Regions from separate parts of the Mus musculus genome. Here all the other regions are linked to region 1. Evidence: chromatin contacts called from public HiChIP or PLAC-seq data. All regions are on one chromosome and are shown on one strand. Each heading gives the region's core, a stretch centred on a gene start, on an enhancer-like site or on the middle of the called end of the contact. The rest is flanking DNA. Distances are from core to core; before and after follow the strand shown.

What was found. HiChIP or PLAC-seq counts read pairs in DNA pulled down with a chosen protein or histone mark.
Region 2: an H3K4me3 HiChIP or PLAC-seq map of forebrain shows a contact between it and region 1, with 23 times the contacts expected there. The contact joins the promoter of Ankle2 here to the promoter of Cplx1 in region 1. A contact is called at or near these places in 4 of 39 promoter capture datasets (cranial neural crest, frontonasal cranial neural crest, hippocampal neurons and 1 more), 4 of 115 datasets of contacts at active chromatin or transcription factors (SST interneurons, astrocytes, forebrain and 1 more) and 1 of 9 other capture datasets (adipose tissue).
Region 3: an H3K4me3 HiChIP or PLAC-seq map of embryonic forebrain shows a contact between it and region 1, with 12 times the contacts expected there. The contact joins the promoter of Pgam5 here to the promoter of Cplx1 in region 1. A contact is called at or near these places in 4 of 39 promoter capture datasets (cranial neural crest, liver, maxillary cranial neural crest and 1 more) and 1 of 115 datasets of contacts at active chromatin or transcription factors (embryonic forebrain).

Annotation. Positions count from the first base shown.
Region 1 is chr5:108,548,736-108,551,544 of GRCm38.p6, forward strand. Cplx1 (complexin 1) reads right to left here and starts at 1,292. Exons shown (of 4, transcript NM_007756.3): 1 at 1,154-1,292.
Region 2 is chr5:110,229,276-110,232,405 of GRCm38.p6, forward strand. Ankle2 (ankyrin repeat and LEM domain containing 2) reads left to right here and starts at 1,729. Exons shown (of 13, transcript NM_001253814.1): 1 at 1,729-2,148. The coding sequence starts at 1,962.
Region 3 is chr5:110,268,206-110,271,168 of GRCm38.p6, forward strand. It overlaps Pgam5 (phosphoglycerate mutase family member 5), which reads right to left and starts at 1,694. Exons shown (of 6, transcript NM_001163538.1): 1 at 1,447-1,694. The coding sequence starts at 1,634.

The sequences.
Region 1 (2,809 bases), core at 42-2,541:
GATGGCAGGGTTCAGAGCCCAGCCAAACCAACAGTTATCTTGCTTCTTCTGGGGTTTCTGAAGGAAGCTTTTAGATGCCACTGCAGCTCACAACCTGGGGCCACCAGTTACTGGAGACTGGCGCCAGCCTCCTCAAGCGGGGGTGGAGCCCAGGGGGCATTTGAAGGTCAATGCTCCGCTGTAGCACCCAGGTTCTGGCTGCTCAGCCTCCTTGGCAGTTTTGGAGCTGTGGGGCAGGGGTCCCTCTGGGGAAGAATTGGAGAGACAAGTCCATGAATGTCCCTCAGGAAAGGTCCTTATGACTTCTGACTAGTCTCAACTATATCTGTCTCTAGAGAGACTCTGGAGGCCCACAGCAGAACTGGCCCTGGATGGAGTCCCCGTCTTCCAGTGGGAGGGGAAACAGATGACCCACTCCTGCTTCTGCATGGGGTAGGGCAACCCAAGTCAGAATGCCCAGCGTGGACTAAAGTGCCAGCAGCATTTAGAAAGGTGCTTTCTGTAATGCCAACAGCTGCAAAGACATCCCTCTTTGTAGAGTCTTTCCTATCAGGGAACCTGGTCCTGAGGGATCCAGTGTTTCACAGGTTTCTCTCTGCGGAATGAGACCCGAAGGGGTGCCAGGCAGGAAGAGTGTCCGAGAAGCTAGGGGTTCAGGGATGCCTTTGCAGCAAAGCCAATTGCCTTCTAAACTTCTCTCTGTTTCCGGGAATCGGGGGATGGGGGCTCCGCAGGGCCAGCTGTAGAGAGGCTAGGACGCTGCGGAGATTCCGCAAAGACCAAGGCATCCCGTTCTCTCGCGGCCGCCGCACCCTTTGCTTTGCTGGGCGAGGTGCCCGACCGGAGCACGGCCTCAGGCCGGAGCGCGCCAGGGAAAGAAGAAAGAAAGAAAGAAAGAAAAAAGATGCCTATGGGAAAGGGAATCAAGGGCCGTTTCAGCACCTCACGATGGACAGCGCCTTTCAGGCTGAGCAACCTTGGGTCTGAAAGACAAGGAACCAAGAGTAGGGGAACCTAGGATATGGGTAGGAGACCCACGGCTAGAAAGCGGGGATCCAGAAAGGGAAGCCCAGGAGTCGGGAAGAAAACTGGGCTGGGAAGGGGAAAGGAGGGAGCCGGTTAAGGTCGGACTGGCTGCTAGGGCGCCGGTTACCTTCCAAGGTGGACGATCAACAGCAGCGCGCTCTCAGGCCGGCGGGGTCCATGTGGCGCTCTGTGCTGCTGCGGCGGCTGAAGGACACCGCGAGGAGGGCGCGTCACTCAGAGGCGCCCCCGCCCGCGTCCCGCATGACGAGGAGGGCGGGGCTCGGCGGAGGTAGGGGGGGCAGCCGCGCCCCCGGTTCCCAGATCCTGGCCTGGCGCGCGCGACAGCTGCATTAGGGGCCCCTCTTTGGCCTGGGCCACTCTCTCCACACCGGCTTGGAGACCCTCCTGAAGTCCTACTGAAGCGCCCTCCTGAAACGCTGGGAGAATGCAGGGATGGGGTCACCATCCCTAATCTACCAACCACGTTTGCTCCTGACCGGGTTTCTTTGCTCTTTGCTGGCAGGGCGGGAGAAGGCGAGCACAGCCCGAGACCCCCGATCGAGCAAGATAGGCCCACACATCCAGGCTTCTCCGGTGTGCAGAGCCGCCAAATGTGGCTTTGGTGGGATAGAAACCCCAGTCAGTCAGGGACGCCTGAAGGTCACTGCGGACATGGATGGGCGGGGGCTCCTGGGAGACAGCCACAGCCCCGCCTCTAGGCCGCCCCTTCCCCTGGCACCGGGATTTCAACTCTGCGGCAGCTGCACTGCAGAGCCCAGTGGCCACAAGGTTGGCCTGGTATCCCTGCAGTTATCCTGGGGGGCTTCTGTGAGGCAATCGTCTTCGCAGAAGTCAGAGCATGTGGGGACACCTAAGCTGTTTTTTATTCTGGCTAGCCAGGTGGTAATTCCTGACCCGCAGAGTCTAGTGCTGATGGCCATTGCTTTAACTGTTAATGTTCCTCCTGGCTGAGTCATTCTTAAGGATTAGGTTGTTCTTGACCTTCACCCAATTCAGTGAAACTTCTTGCCTCATGAGTATTCCCCCTTCACCAACATTCCAAAGCTGCCCCAGGGTGCTTGGTGGCTTGAATTCGAGGGCTAGGGGTGGGGAGTAAGGGAGGGTCCATTCCAGACTTGCTTTTATCAGTTTTTGTTCCTTTGACCTAGCAGATTCAAAGTAGAAGAGACCAGGAACGGAGCTGGAGTGGAGACAAGAAGAGAAAGTGTTAAGCCCCACACCTTCTGCCCTGACTTCAGCCTGGGGCCCTGGAGTTAAGGATACTGTCTGATCCCACTGGTGAAGTGCCTGCACTGCACACAGGCATATGCCTAGGAGGAGAGGATCATTTAGGAAGTTGGGCATGACTCACATCAGACACAGAAGAGTTAAGTCTCCCAGTGCCCTTCCTACTGGCACTGTCCATCTCAGTTCACCCACCACACTCATGGTAAGGTTGGTTGATGCCCAGAGCCTTGTTCAGGCCCAGGACTGATGTCCTGTGGAATGGGGTCACCTGCACACAGATGTGCCCAGTCTGGCTCATTCTGTGTTTTCGGAGTCTATAGTAGCTAGCAAAAGCAAGGGCCACAGCAAGACAGACTCATTACTTCTCACCTGCTTTTCTTCTCCCCGCCACGCCACCAGATGGACCTGACCTTCTGTCAGCAATCCCATAGAAGACCCTGGGTTAACCTCTTGAGACAAAGCAGGCCAACCTAATCCATTCATAGTCCTGAGCCCAGCTGAGATTATTAGAGGCAAAGGACCCTAGGACTAGTGG
Region 2 (3,130 bases), core at 479-2,978, 1.7 Mb after region 1:
CATTTCTGGTAAGTCTTTGTTTTTGTTTTTGTTTTGTTTTGTTTTTCTGAGACAGGGTTTCTCTGTGTAGCCCTGGCTGTCCTGGAACTCACTCTGTAGACCAGGCTGGCCTCGAACTCAGATATCTGCCTGCCTCTGCCTCCCGAGTGCTGGGATTAAAGGCGTGCGCCACCACGCCCGGCAAGTCTTTGGTTTTGAAACAGGCTGGTCTTGAACTCAAGATCCTCAGCTGCCTAGGTTTCAAGTAAATGTTTTAGTTATAACACACAGATCTAACAGTCTTAATGAACAATGGTTATTTATTTATTAAAAGATTTATTCATTTTATGTATGAAAGTACACCATTGCTGTCTTCAGACACACCAGAAGAGGGCATCAGAACCCATTACAGATGGTTGTGAGCCACCATATGGTTGCTGGGAATTGAACTCAGGACCTCTGGAAGAGCAGTCAGTGATCTTAACCGCTGAGCCATCTTTTCAGCCCCCCACCCCACATGGTCTCTTTAAATAAACACAATTATGAAGCAAAAGACAAAACATTAAAAGTTGTTCTCCACTGCTCTATGACATATTCCTGTACCTGTTTCTTTAAGGAATTAATACTACTTTACCCATCTGCCTATAATTAAATTTAACTTATTTATCTTGGTTTTTTTGAGACAAGGTTTTGCTACTTAGTCTTGGATGCCTCTTGGGCTGGATCTATAGACCAGGGTGGCCTCGAACACAGATATCCACATGCTTCTGTCTGGAATTAAAGATGTGCACCACCACGCCCAGCTAAATACTGAAATACATCTAAATTAGCTTTCTAATCCTGGGGCTATAAAAATAACTGGAAATTCATCTTAGCATTTCTCAAGTCATCTAGTTTGGCTTCCCTGAGACTGTTCTGAGGAGTAAGTAACATCTTTAACTGAAGATATGACCTGAAGGGTATGTATATCTGACTCTTGGCTGGTAACCTGTAAATTGAACGTGTCGGGGCCTCCACTCAGGCCTTTTTAGGCCATTCCTCAGGCCACCCTCTCCGGATAGTGAGAATTGGTCTTACCAAGTTCTCACTGGCAGGAGGTAGGATACACATTTGAACAGAACAGGCCTCCATCCTCCACTCTGCCTTCTAAAGACCACTCAGAGTACATGTGAGAAGCCTCTACACCATCACGGGCTTCCATAGCTCATGATCTGTGGGCAGAAATTAATGTGACATGCTTGTAATCACATTTCTGCGAGCTCAAGGAGGCAGATCTCCAGCATAAGGCCAGTTTGGGGATATATAGTTAAGACTCAAAAAAGAAAAACAAAGGTTAGAAAAGGACTTCAAAAATTAAAATCAGCAGCCTGGCATGGTGGCTCACATCTTTAATCCCAGTGCTAGGTAGGCTTTCGCGTTATCCGTCGGAATGGTATAGGCATTCTGCCTGTATTCCAGAGAAAATCTTCATTAACAACAGGAGGCAGAGCTGGGCTTTCTGGCCGCCGTATTCATCCTCAGCCCCTATCAGTCAAGCACTATGGCCCCAGCTCTGCTGGCTTCGGGATGACACACAGTCTGGGTGACCCAGGAGCCCGCTCGCGCTCTCCAGCAGCGACAACTCGGGGCGGCGCACCTGAAGAGCGAGCCGCGCCAGGCAGCGCGCCGAGTCCGACTCAGGACCCCGACCAAGCTGCCCGCGCCACTGCCGGGCTGCGCTCGCGTTAATCAGGACCCCGGGCTGCCTCCGGAGCCGCCTGAGGCTGCGTTCCGGGCCGCGTTCTAGCCTGATCGTTGGGAAACGGGACGGCCCGCACTGCGCGCGCAGCCCGCCTGGTCTAACCACGGCCGGGCGGAGGAGGAGGCTTGGGGCAGGCGCGACTCCCGTGGCGAGGCGAGCGGTCTTCTGAGGGCCGGAGGCGGGAGCGACGCGGGCTGCATTTGCAGCGGCCGCGCTCAAGGCCTCGGCGCCGGCGGTGGCGATGCTGTGGCAGCGGCTGGCTGTGGTGGAGTGGGCGGCCCTGGCCTGGGAGCTCCTGGGCGCCTCGGTGCTGTTCATCGCCGTGCGCTGGCTGGTCCGCCGGCTAGAGAAGCGGCCGCGGGACCTGAACCGTTGCGGGACGCTCTCCTCTCCGCCCAGCGCGTCTGAAGCGGTGGCCGCACAGCCAGGTAAGGCAGCGTCAGTCGTGGGAGGAAAACCTCACTCTCCACGCCCCCTGGATACGGTAAGACCCTATCGCGGATATTTTGGAAACTTTTGATGAGAACCCACAGCCCTGTTAGCACTTCTTCTCTCCACCTCTCTAAACTGTAATCCCATGTTTACGAGGTATGTGTTTTGTTTTTGTTTTGTTTTTTAAGATTTCTTTAGAATTTTTTAAATTTATTTTTAAGATTTACTTATTTTATGTCTATGAGTATACACTGTAGCTGTGCAGATAGTTGTGAGCCTTCATCTGGTTGTTGGGAATTGAATTTAGGACCTCTGTTCGCTCGGGTCAACCCTGCTCGCTCACTCCGATCGGCCCCCCGCCCAAAGATTTATTTATTGTTATAAATAAGTACACTGTAGCTGTCTTCAGACGCACCAGAAGAGGGCGTCAGGTCTCTTGTTGTGAGCTACCATGTGGTTGTGAGATTTGAACTCAGGACCTTCGGAAAGAGCAGTCGGTGTGCTCTTTCACCAGCCCGAGGTATGTGTTCGTATGAAGCCACTTTTCACTAACGCTCACTTTCTCCTAAATCTAGTTCTTAGTGGAAGATGAAAAGTAATTCTTCTAGAAGGAAAATGACATTTTAAGCCATTAACTCAACTTTAGAACTTTAGAGATAACCCAACCCTAACAAGATCTTACGGGTAACAGAGGCTCCATTTGCTACTATGAACTTAAACACAATTTCATTTTTTAATTACTTAGGGCTGGGTATAAAACTCAAGGCGTGGCACATCTTGACAAGTCTTCTACCACTGACATACATATCAACCCTTTCTTAGCAGTCGTTGGTTTCTTGGGGGTTTTGTTTTCGTGTTTTTGTTTTTGTTTGTTTGTTTTTTGCTTAAGAAATGGGAACAGGAAGGTCAGGGTAATGCTGGTTATTTTTACATGGCCGTGGAGAAATGAAATGTTTGTGTTGTGACAACAGGGCCAAT
Region 3 (2,963 bases), core at 444-2,943, 1.7 Mb after region 1:
TCAATATTCAATCAACCGGGCATCAAAAAATACTCAAAAGTTTGCATCTGAACTAAACAGACCTTTTTGTATGTGATTTTTTTTTAAAACCTCAAGCTATATATTTTAACAACTACTTAGGTAGCAATTTTATTGTACTGAGTGTGATAAATAATCTAGGAATGATTTAAAGTATACAGGAGGATAAGCTAGATGCCTAGGTTATCTGTAAATACTTCATTATCATGAACATCCACAGAGTTTGATATGTTCAGGGATCATGGACCCAATCCCCCACCATACAGAGGGATTACTATAATTAATTTTAAATCAAATAAAAATAGAGCTCTTTTCTAAGTCACACTAAACACACTTTAAGTGTTGAGCAGTCACTGGGGTAGTGGCCATCACAATGTTGAGGACTGTAGTTAGTGGAGTGGACGTAGGAGCCGAAGAAACTGAAGCTACTCAGTTAAATGTAGGAGGCAGGAATAGGACAAGTCAGAGCTGCCCAAATTAACACAATGGTGGAAGAGGAAGGTCTGGAAAGGGTGGTGGTGGCGGCTCAAGCATGATCTGAGCAGGCTAACCTGGGGTGTTAGTCCCATATACAGACCAGGCCAAAGTCTTGCTGCAGCTACAGGGCCGTGTGTGGGGCTGGACCAGACAAAATTTGGAGACGACTGTCAGAGAGGAAGGCATACCAGAAAGAAACCAAGTGGATATGCCCCTTTTAGTCCCTTCCGGCACTTGTTGATCCATCTGTCATGCATCCTTCCCCACCTAACAAGGCCACTGTACCAATCCATCCACGTAAGCAGACACAGCAAGCAAATATGAAACATTTAAAATCAGGTCATTTCTTTTTTCTTTCTTTCTTTTTTTTTTTTTTTTTTTTTTGAGACAAGGTGTTTCTATATAGCCCAGAATTCAGAGTTCTGCCTGCCTCTGACTCCCAGTGCTGGGATTAAAGCTGCATGCCACTCGCTATACATGCCACTGTACCCGGCTTCCATGGGTAACCCAACCCTTGGCTCTACTTCACGCACGGGTTCTCTGGCCTCTGAAGGGATAGCATGCTTGCAGTCCCAATCTTCCCCAAGCTGCAGGAGGAGAATTTGTGAGGCAAACCTGGCTGTCTATCAAGACCCTGACTCTGAGTAAGACTTAATCCTTTGGAATTTCAGGCCCACAGAGGATGGTGGTCCTGGGACAAAGACCTGGTGCACTGTCTCTGAACAAGGACTCTTCGAGTATGGGGTCCGGGCGGTTAGAGGTCCCTCAGAGAGACGGGTGGCCCAGGCGCGAAGACCTTCGGGAGGTGCGCCATCCAGGCACTGCCACCGATTCACACAAACTCAAGACCCACTAGCACGCAGCGTCCCCTTCCCTTCAGAGCACCGATCTCCGCCATCCCGGGATGGAGGTGAGGAAGCAGGGCCGAGCCCAAACCTCCCGTCCCCGCACCTGTCCCAGTTGGTGTCCCAGACGCCGCGCCCGGCTCGCGCTCCTGTCCAGGCCGGCGGCTCGGTCGCGCGCGTGTCTGCATCCCCGCCACCTCGCGGCTTCCCTACCGCGACCGCCGAGAAGAGAACAGCGGCCGAGCCACCGGCCAGACCACAGGCCGCCAGCTGAAGCGCCTGCCGGAAAGCCATGCCGCAAATCGCGCGACCTGACGGCGGGACGCCAGGAGCAGACTTCCGCTTCCGGCTGGTGGAAGTCCCGCCCCTTCCCCCCCCCCCGACGAATCAGGAAACGCGGCCCAGGGCGCCACCTGCCGGTGGTCGCAGGGTAGCAGGCGCAGATGCCTGCCCTTTAGTGGGTGGAAATCAGGCACTGGGGTTTATTTATTTATTTTATTTTATTTTTTTGGTTTTTCGAGACAGGGTTTCTCAGTGTAGCCCTGGCTGTCCTGGAACTCACTCTGTAGACCAGGCTGGCCTCGAACTCAGAAATCTGCCTGCAGGCACTGGGTTTATATGAATTGAAAAACCTCAAGTTTGGCACTTCAATTTGAAGTTTTTATGTTTTCATTTGTAATCTTTAAGTGTATGCATACTCTCAACTTTCACCTCCTGAATTCTTTCCATTTTTTTCCCTAAGAACCTTCTTCATTCAACTATCAACCCTCCATTCCCCACCCCTAGTCCCTGGCACCTACCATCGCGCCTCCAAGTTTTACCGCTCTAGTTGCTTTTGACCAATTGACCGGGTCCTTCTGTGTAGGAAAGGTGTCCACCTGCTCTTCCAGGGCCATTGTACCCAAGGCCTAGGGACTAGACTGGCAGGCCCACGGACTTACAGCTCCAGGCTTGGGCTTTAACTACCAAGCGGCCCAGCACTTGGCAGCTGTTATAATTTTCATCTTTGAGCAACAATGAACAGCAGCAGGCATTTGGTAATATTACTGCTCCTGAATGAACCTCTAACCTCAGACATTCTCAGAACCCTTGGCCTTCCACAATGGCTAAGGCGGTCCTTTGGCTAGACAGCTCCCTAAAAGTCTTAGCAACAGGATCTGTTTTTTCCACAGCCTTCTTTCACCTCAGCTCTCTATTCTCTCTAGCCTCAGCCTTTTGGTGTTCCTAGCTCAGCCTACCCTACTATTGATAAAAATAAATTAAATTTTTTTTACAAAAACCCTCTAAGGCCTGACATACCAAAAAAAAAAAGGATACAGAGGCTGTATTTCACACTGACTGAAACGTGAGTTTCAGTCGGCTTATATATAAAGAGAAAAGGGTGTTATGGCAAGGGTCTTAGCCCCAATCCTGGCAGTCCTTCATGCACGTTTGAATCAATCGCAGGTTTTCTGCAGAGCCACCAAGGGAGAGCCTCCCCCTGGCCTGGATGAGACGATTGCAAGGTCATCAGAGTTCACTACCATGCTGTCTTGCTCAGTGTCGGTGGAGGCTGTCTGGACAGATCATGACTGGAGCAAGTCTTCCACGGAGGTTCTGGTGGCCCATATGACTGCAGAGGTG